Regions from separate parts of the Macaca mulatta genome. Here region 1 is linked to region 2. A link is a contact called in public Hi-C data. All regions are on one chromosome and are shown on one strand. The core of a region is the stretch at or near the end of the contact, and the rest is flanking DNA. Distances in the headings are between cores, read along the strand shown. Region 1 holds the start of PTPN12 (protein tyrosine phosphatase non-receptor type 12). Region 2 holds the start of TMEM60 (transmembrane protein 60).

Region 1 (4,212 bases), core at 291-2,790, 280 kb after region 2:
GAGCTAGAGCAATAGTGTATCTAGAGCAGTTTCATGAACAAGACTTTTAACCTTCACCTCCTCTCAAGCCTGCTTGCACAAGCAGAGGGCGGAAAGTGGGGGGTGGCGGAGGCGGGGGGGGGCGCTGGGAAGGTTATCTCCCAGTTCAGGGCTTCGGCCCGTAGCGACGCCTCCGCCCCACCAGGACTATTGTTCCCAAGTTCCCCACCCCCACCCCGGATAGGAAGTGATAGTCACATCCCCTTCGCCTTCGGCAATATCCCCTGGGGAGTCCGAAGTCGGTTTCCTTCAGGATAATCCCCCCCACCCACACTTATCCCCTGAACCGGACCCCAAGATCACCTTAAACCTGGGTCTCAAGAGAGGAGAAGCGGGACGCGGGTAAATGGAAATTAGGTAAACCCATGAGATTCCTTATGGACAATCCTTTCCCAAGCGTTGGAGATCATGATTGCGACCCCAGAAACGGCAGAAGTCCTACCTTGCCCGCTTTGAGACCAGCTAAAGCAAAGGGATCCCAGGAGTTAGTGCCAACCTCAATTCCCCCGTTCCTCTGTCAGCCACGATCTGCACTCCTCCCGGTCACAGCCAGATACCCTGCCTCGACCCTCCTGGGAGGAGCGGACTGGGCGGGGAGATGTGGAAACGCGAGCACCCCCCGGCCTGCACCTCACTAGTCTCCGGCTCCCGGCCGGGTAAACAATAGGTGGTCGCGAGCCGCGGTGCAGGCTGCAGGCTCGGCCGCTCGGCCGCTCCCTTCGCGCCCCGGGCGCCCGCGCGGGGGTCGCGAACATGGGAGAAGAAAGGAGGCCACGGCGGGAGGCGCTCTCGATTCCCGCCGGCTTCCAAGACCACCCGGCCCACCGGGCTGGTGCGCGCCCCCTCCGCCCCTTTCCTCACAGAGGTACACAAAGCACTGGCGGCCCGGCCGGGAGAGGCGGCGATGGGCTCCGGCGCCGGCGAGACAAGGCGACAGCGAGGGGAGAGACTCACCATGAAGTCCCGAGCGAAGTTGTCCTCCCCATTGTGGTCAGGACTCTTCATGGCCTGGACCCTCTGGATGAATTTCCTCAGGATCTCCACTTGCTCCATCCTCCCGCGTCCCCCCGGCTGCGGTCGCTGGCCCCCCCGCCGCCCGCCCGCCCGGCGCAGAGCCCGCTCCGTCTTCCCCAGCTCGTTTCCCCAGCACGTCCCTCCCTCCCGACCCCCGCCAAGCCCCGCGGCTCCCTCCTCCTCCCCACTGCCCTAGGCGGCGGCTGCGGCGGCACCGGCTGGGCTCCCGACACCACAACTTCCAGGAGCAGCCGCCGCTCTCCCACAGTACCAGGCGAGCCGCTGCGGCTAGCGCCAACCCCAACCCCCAGCTTGCTCCATCCTCCTTCCCCGCCCTCCTCCTCCGTCGGAGACGCCGCCGCCGCCGCCGCCGCCGCCGCCGCCGCCGCCGCCGCCTCAGGAACACAGCTAGCTCTCCGCTCGCCCTGCCCCCCCTTCCCGGTTCTTCCTCCCCCCCACCCCCCGCCAGCAGCCGCAGCCGCAGCCGCCTCTCCCCACGGGCGCGTCCCCGCCGCCACCCAGATGCGCGGCCTCGCGCTGCGGCTCCGCCCCAAGCGCCGCGCCTGCTGATCCATCCCCGCCCGCCTCCCGGCCACGCCCCCAAGCCCGCCCTGCCGGCCCCAGGCCCGCTTGGAGTGGCTGGAAGGCACTTCAGCGGGCGGCCTGGAGACCTGACTCCACTTCCGGGGCGTGGCCCCGTTCAGGGATCTTAGAGGTCGGAGTAGCGTCGGGAGGAGAGTTGGTTCCTCCGAAGGAGGGAATGCGACTCAGAGCGGGGCAAGCAGTAGTGTATCAGAGTAGGATTCTGCTGGAATTTGCGGTCTCACCGCCTACTAGGGAAGAGAAGCAGTTTTCAGGAGTCCCGCACCGCCGCCAGCCGTGGACTGGGCCTACAAGTCACGGCCTGTGGAGTCCAGGAGTGGGGGCGGGCGAGGGCTGGCTGGAGGCAGGCTGGGAACTGTAGTAGTGTCACCGCCACGTTCGCGGCAGGTAGATGCTCATTTTGGTAACGGATTGGTGAGAGTGGATAGCAATTAGGCTTCGGCACCTTGGAGTGTGGCTCAGCTAAGGGAAGTGAAACGCTTCCTGGGTGAGAGGACTTTTATTATTTGCGCATCCTCTTAAACCTGGCGAGTGAGCGCCTGAGGTTCGGAGTGCCTTCTTCCCGGATGACGCGGGTGTGGGATCTTCGTGTTTGCCGAACTGAAGGAAATTTGCCTTCCTGCCTTGAGGTTCGCAGCAGTTCATAACTGAATAAGAGACTTCCCTCAGTAGAATGGACTTTATTTATAAATCTATTAAATCTTTTTTTTTTTTTCCCCAGAGCTAAGGTCTTGCTCTATCGCCCATAGTGCAGTGCTATGATCACGGCTCGCTGCAGCCTTGAACTCCTGGGCTCAAGGGATCCTCCTACCTCAGTACATCACCAAGCCCAGCTAATACATTTTTAAAATTTATTATTTATTTGTTTAGTTTTGGTAGAGAAGGGGTCTCACTAGGTTGCCCAGGCTGATCTCAAATTTCTGTGCACTGGGGATCCTCACCCCCTCAACTTCCGAAAGCGTTGGGATTCTAGGCGTGAGCCACCGTGCCTGGCCTATAAATCTTTATTCATCTTTGTAAACTTCTATCAGAGAATTTATTCTGGTCTAACTCATCATTTTACAAATAAAGCGACTTCCTGACATCCCCCAGAGTATTCTTAGCAGAGCCGTAACTAGAACACAAGTTATTTTACTTTCACAACAGTGGCCTCTCACAATGTGACAGAACTGAAGGATTTGATCCGTGAACTGAATTTCATCATTTATACCCACAAACGTTTTTGTACAGAGCAGGGAATTTGGTTATAATAGGAAATATCAGTGGTAGAATACTTTATTAGATGAAAGTTAGGAGCACTATGGAATTTAGTGAAAAACTCATAGAAGAAAACAGGTGTAGGCCGGGCGTGGTGGCTCATGCCTGTAATTCCATCACTTTGGGAGGCCGAGATGGGAAGATCACCAGGAGGCGGAGGTTGCAGTGTGCCGTGATCACACCACTGCACACCAACCTGGGCGACGAGACTGAGGCCCTGTCTCATAAAAAAAGAAAAAGAAAGAAAATAGGTGTAACAGGATACAGTTTATTTACTTCTTCAAAAAAAGGAAAATATTTCTCTTAAAATAATCCAACTAATATATCCACCCCAGAAATAGGCACGTCAGACCGGGTGCAGTGGCTCACGCCTGTAATCCTAGCACTTTGGGAGGCCGAGGTGGGCGGATCACTTGAGGTCAGGAGCTCCAGACCAACCTGGCGGATATGGTGAAACTCTGTCTCTACTAAAAATACAAAGCCGGGTGTGGTGATGCACGCCTGCAGTCCTAGGTACTCCAGAGGCTGAGGCAGGAGAATCGCTTGAACCTGGGAGGTGGAGGTTGCAGTGAGCCGAGATCGTGCCACCACACTGCAGCCTGGGTGAAAGAGCGAGACTCCGTCTCGGGGAGGGAGGAGGGGAAAGCCAGGCGCGATGGCTCATGCCTGTAATCCCAACACTGGGAGGCCGAGGTGGGAGGATCACCTGAGGTCAAGAGTTCGAGACCAGCCTGGCCAACATGCTGAAACCCCGTTTTTACTAAAAATACAAAAAAATTAGCCGGGCGTGGTGACGCATGCCTGTAATCCCAGCTAGTCAGGAGGCTGAGGCAGGAGAATCGCTTGAACCCGGGAGGGGGAGGTTGCATTGAACGAGATCGCACCATTGCACTCCAGCCTGGGCAACAAGATCGAAACTCCGTCTCCAAAAAAAAAAAAAAAGAAAAGAAAAGAAAAAAAATGCACTTCAAGTTATGCCCTTCCAAATTTTTTCCTATGCATTTATATACGTGTGTGCATGCAAAGAGATACAGTTGTGCTCTGTATTTCAAAAATTCACTTAGAGGAATAATTTAATTTCTAAGGTAAACTTTATTTGATAAAAGGGCCTGCAGTATTTTACTTTAACCAGTTACTGAGACTCAGTTTCACCAGATGTGAGGAAATGCCAGAATCACGGCTTGATCATGCTCACTGTAAATGGCCCTTTCCCCCTCAGAAATGGGAGAGAAATTCGACTGTAAGCAGAGAAATGGAAAGATGATCAGGAGTACCTCCGCTTTTGATGGTTCAAAACAA
Region 2 (4,116 bases), core at 744-3,243:
ACTATCAGATGCATTCAGACAGCTAGTCTGTGTGGGAGGCAGGCTATTTCTGGAGCAAAAAAATTTCCTGGAACCACTTTGTTTCTGGCCCCAGACACGGCTCATTCTCCCCAGACCTCCAGATTCCTCTCCTCTAGGTTATGGAGGTTGAGCCACTGCAACTGATAAGGCATATCCATTTCCTTCTCTTAAAATTTGCAGTCCATACACCATATCCAAGTTAGGATTTCAAATTGTTATACTGTTTTGTGGCTCTTTAGGCTAAAGTGCGCAGTTTCCAGACTCTCAGAATTCCCCTTCCAGTATTAAAAATACGGTGAAAAAAGCCCAGTTTGAAAGAAAACAAACTTTACAAAAATACCTGAAAACAAGATCAAATACTAAGTCTCTAGCCAAAGTCTTGGAGGAAAAAAAATGAAAAAAACGTTTTAAAATGGCAAAAGCTAACCAAAAACTGTAAGATTAAAGTATCACACCTAAAAAGTAGTCTCAAAGCAAGGAGGATATACTATACACAAAGAAAGTAACCGAAAACTACAAAATATTTAATATTCACCATGAATTTCAAAATTACTTGGCATGTAAAGTACGCACTGAGATTAATAAATTGTTCCAGATCCTGCACAGGTTAGTATAAGGCAGTTCCTTGTTTTTGCCACGCTAAAAATAAAAAGGGTGACAGATTAGTGACAGAATGATCCCTGAAGTTACACAAGGAGGTGCTGAGTTAGAAAGCCATGACTCGAAGGACAATACCAGAATGCTGGCTGTCAACACTGGGCAGATAAAAATAAGAAAAACCGAAGCATGCTGTTGGAGCACGGTATTGTTTCCAGACGGGAACTACCCCTTAAGGCCCATGCCTAGCATCTCAGCACCCTCTCCGCCGTGTTGGGATCGGAAAACTCGACTGCCGCCTGCTCAGAGGGGGCAGGGCAGCGACCCTCCTTCCACCTCCGCCAGCGCGCGAGCCGCCGCCCCCCCCCCTCCCCGAGCCCGCTCCTCCGGCCGCTAGCTGACCTCTCCCTGCCCGCCGGGCTAGCCACCCGAGACCCCTGAACGCCCTTCCAGGACCCGACGTCCCCTCAGCACAGCGCTAAGGGAAGGAAGCAAAGGACAGGGGCCTGGGAGCGGGGCCCGAGGGGCGGGTGGCGGTGCTGGGGTTCGGCCCGTCACCATCAAGGCTTGAGGACCGCGCGAGCTCGGGGGGAAGGCGGCTGAGCCTCCGCCACCAGCCGACTGATAGGAGGGGGTCGCGGCTGACTCCGGCCCTCAGGTACGGGAGACTGCCGGGAAAGACGCCGGCGGCGGAGGGCGACGCGCTGGCCCCGGAGCCCCCACCTCCATCCCGACGACCGCTATCCTCCCTCGTCCCGATCCATCCTCGAGATTGTGTCAGAACTCGACGACCTCCACACGGCCCACCCGAGCGCGGAGGTGATGCCGCTCTTACCGTAGGAGCGGGCGCCGCGCCGCTAGGAGGCGGCTGAGGTGCGCGCGGGAGACTCCGAGGCTAGCGCCGCCGCCGACAGAGCCCGAGGAGCCACAACGAGGCTGCCGGCGGGCGCGCTGCCTCCAGAGCGTTGCCCCACCCCCTCTCCCGCAGGATTTTGCGCCGGAGCCTGCAGTCACTGCGCGCGGGCAGGGAGGATGGGAGGAGGGGCGGGGCGTCCCGAGAGGGCGGAGCTGAGCGCCGGCTGCTCTGATTAACATCTGTGGGCCCAATGGGAGCACGGAAACTCCAGGCTGAACTTGGACTGATTTCCCTCCTAACCCGTGACAGTAGAGAGGCGGGACCAATGGGGCTTTTTATTGCCGCCTTTCTGTCCAACCCGAAAGTTAGGAAAGTCGGTTGGTTTACACCGGAGGACAAATGGTCCAATTACCGCGGAAAAGGGACCTCTGAATCCAGATTGGCGTCCTCCCTACCTATAGGATAGGCTCAGGGGCGGTGAGAACCAGCCCCGGATGTGGGCGCGGCACTGAGGTAGGACTGAGAGATCCTATAACGCAGTGTTTTGGGGAGGCGGAACTGAATTTTTTTCTTAATTATCATGTGACGGGTTCTGGATTTAATGGGGGGAAAAGTGCGGAAAAGGACAAGCATCCAAACTGGCGAATTTCCTGATCTTCGCGTCCCTCTCCGCTCTCCGGCCGGTGGCGCTGCCAGGTGAGTCTGGGGCTCTGCCCTAGCCCGCACGGTAGACCGGCGCTGGTCTCCTGATGCTTCCGTGGGCTGTGCGGCCGACCCCCAACCCATCACACAGCCAGCCCCAAACGCGCACACGCCTGCTTGGCTCCAGGGCTTCTGTGCGCATCCAGCAGGAACCGTGGTAAACTCCAACGTGTGCTGGGCCCACAGCCCATAAAAGGGGAGCGTCCGGGTGGGGCGCCGCGAGCCGACTGTCGGTGTTTGCAGAAGGGCAAGTATAGTTTAGGAGCGTCCTGAAGTTCCAGGGGCAAGTAGGCCCCCAGATAAGCTAAGTTGTAAGCAGAACGCTGTTCCTTTGGCAAGGCCGTTGCTGCAAGGCTTTTCAAAAGCGACTCATTATGAAGAATAAATATGTGGACTCATGAAGCAAAATTATCTTTGGGATGAGGCAGGTTCACTTGGTAGAGTACTGGCAGTGGCGAGAGAAGGGAAATGGGGGCTGATACCCACCCGCGGGCGATGTGGGTGGGGCTCTATATATTTCCATAACGGGGTCACTCCGAAGGTTTTAAAAATGAATAAGGAATCATTAACAAATATTTAAGTGTCTTCCTAGTGCAGGAAATAGCCACCTTAAATGGGAAACATTTTAGTTGAGCACATTTTTGGAGTACGCACCTCCCCCTTTCATGTGGAGAGAATAGTAGGAAACATAACGACTGCCCAAATTGATGAAGACGTAAATGTAAAACTGGGATCGTATGTCATCGTTGTAGCTCAGCCTACAAGCGTACAATCCTTCAATCGTCATTTAAGTATCAGCAGTGCTTCCCCACTGAGGGTATTTTCGTGCAAGAACATAACAGAATTTTGTTACATCCCACATTATAAATCTTGTAGGCACGATAAGATTGTTACTTGCATCCTTTCACCTCCAGCCTTAAAGCACCTGTGGTGAGTGCAGCCAAATATAAGAAAAAAATGAAGCTTGTCTTATCCGATGGCAGATGGAACAGTTAGGTTTAAGCAAATGTATAATCGTAAACCGTTTTTCAGAGGTTCACAAAAACGGCCAGATAGATTGGAGATGGGGATTGTGCAATTTACAGGATGAAATCCATCCATGGTTATTAATCAACACACACCCATCCAACCCTGCTTCCAAATTCAGTCCCACATCCCACTATATGGCAGCCTCTGGCCGGGAAAGGAAACCAACACAGAAAAATGCCTCCTTAGGAGCAAAAGTACTGCAGTATGAAGCCTGTGCCAATTAAGTAAACAAGTTTAAGTGCCACTAGATGGGTATAAGGGAAACGAGGTGAGTTAGGAGACTCATACTTAACTGTTGAAATAGAACAGATGTGTCCTCTTGCACCGTGATAGCCATCCACTATTTAAAGTAGTATAGATGTTGCACAGTACATCAAAGTTAGTTCTAAAACATAATTGAGCACGCTAATCTAGGGTATTTGGCTCAATTAGCCAGTTTCTTCACCTTTTCTCTATTATCTTCCTGCATCTTTCCTCCTACCACGCATGCTTTTGTTCCTATGGGTAGCACCTTCTGATCTTTTTCTCTTTCCATCAAGTATCCTCTCTCATCTTCAGGGCCATTCCCCATTGGCTTATTTCTCTGTTTGTAGTCATAAATTCTTCCTTTCCTGAAAATTTCTTCTTTCAGTTTCATATACCCTATCTTTCATTTTCTCTTCTCCAAATGCCTCAAAGGAATAAAGTGTTCTCAATTGTTTCCATTTCTTGATCTTCTGTTAACTGCATATAGTCTGGCTTCTGATTTCCCATTCTACTTATCCTTTTTCCAAATGGTCATAAAGGTTGGTATAAAAAACTTAAGTAGAGGAACATATCATAAACCTATATGTGAAGATTAAATAAAATAAATGCTATCCCTAAGTTTTATGCATTCACAATCAAAATTCTAAGTTTTTAAGAATCAGCTT

Evidence for each region. A called contact is a pair of places that touch in the nucleus more often than the background predicts.
Region 1: a contact with region 2 is called in a Hi-C map of fetal cortex germinal zone, with 2.7 times the contacts expected there. The contact joins the promoter of PTPN12 here to the promoter of TMEM60 in region 2. A contact is called at or near these places in 2 of 14 Hi-C or Micro-C datasets (fetal cortex germinal zone and fetal cortical plate).

The regions. Positions count from the first base shown.
Region 1 is chr3:141,999,083-142,003,294 of T2T-MMU8v2.0, forward strand. PTPN12 (protein tyrosine phosphatase non-receptor type 12) reads right to left here and starts at 1,541. Exons shown (of 18, transcript XM_015134192.3): 1 at 994-1,541. The coding sequence starts at 1,092.
Region 2 is chr3:141,722,106-141,726,221 of T2T-MMU8v2.0, forward strand. It overlaps TMEM60 (transmembrane protein 60), which reads left to right and starts at 1,994. Exons shown (of 2, transcript NM_001193703.1): 1 at 1,994-2,170. It also overlaps a transcript of PHTF2 not described here.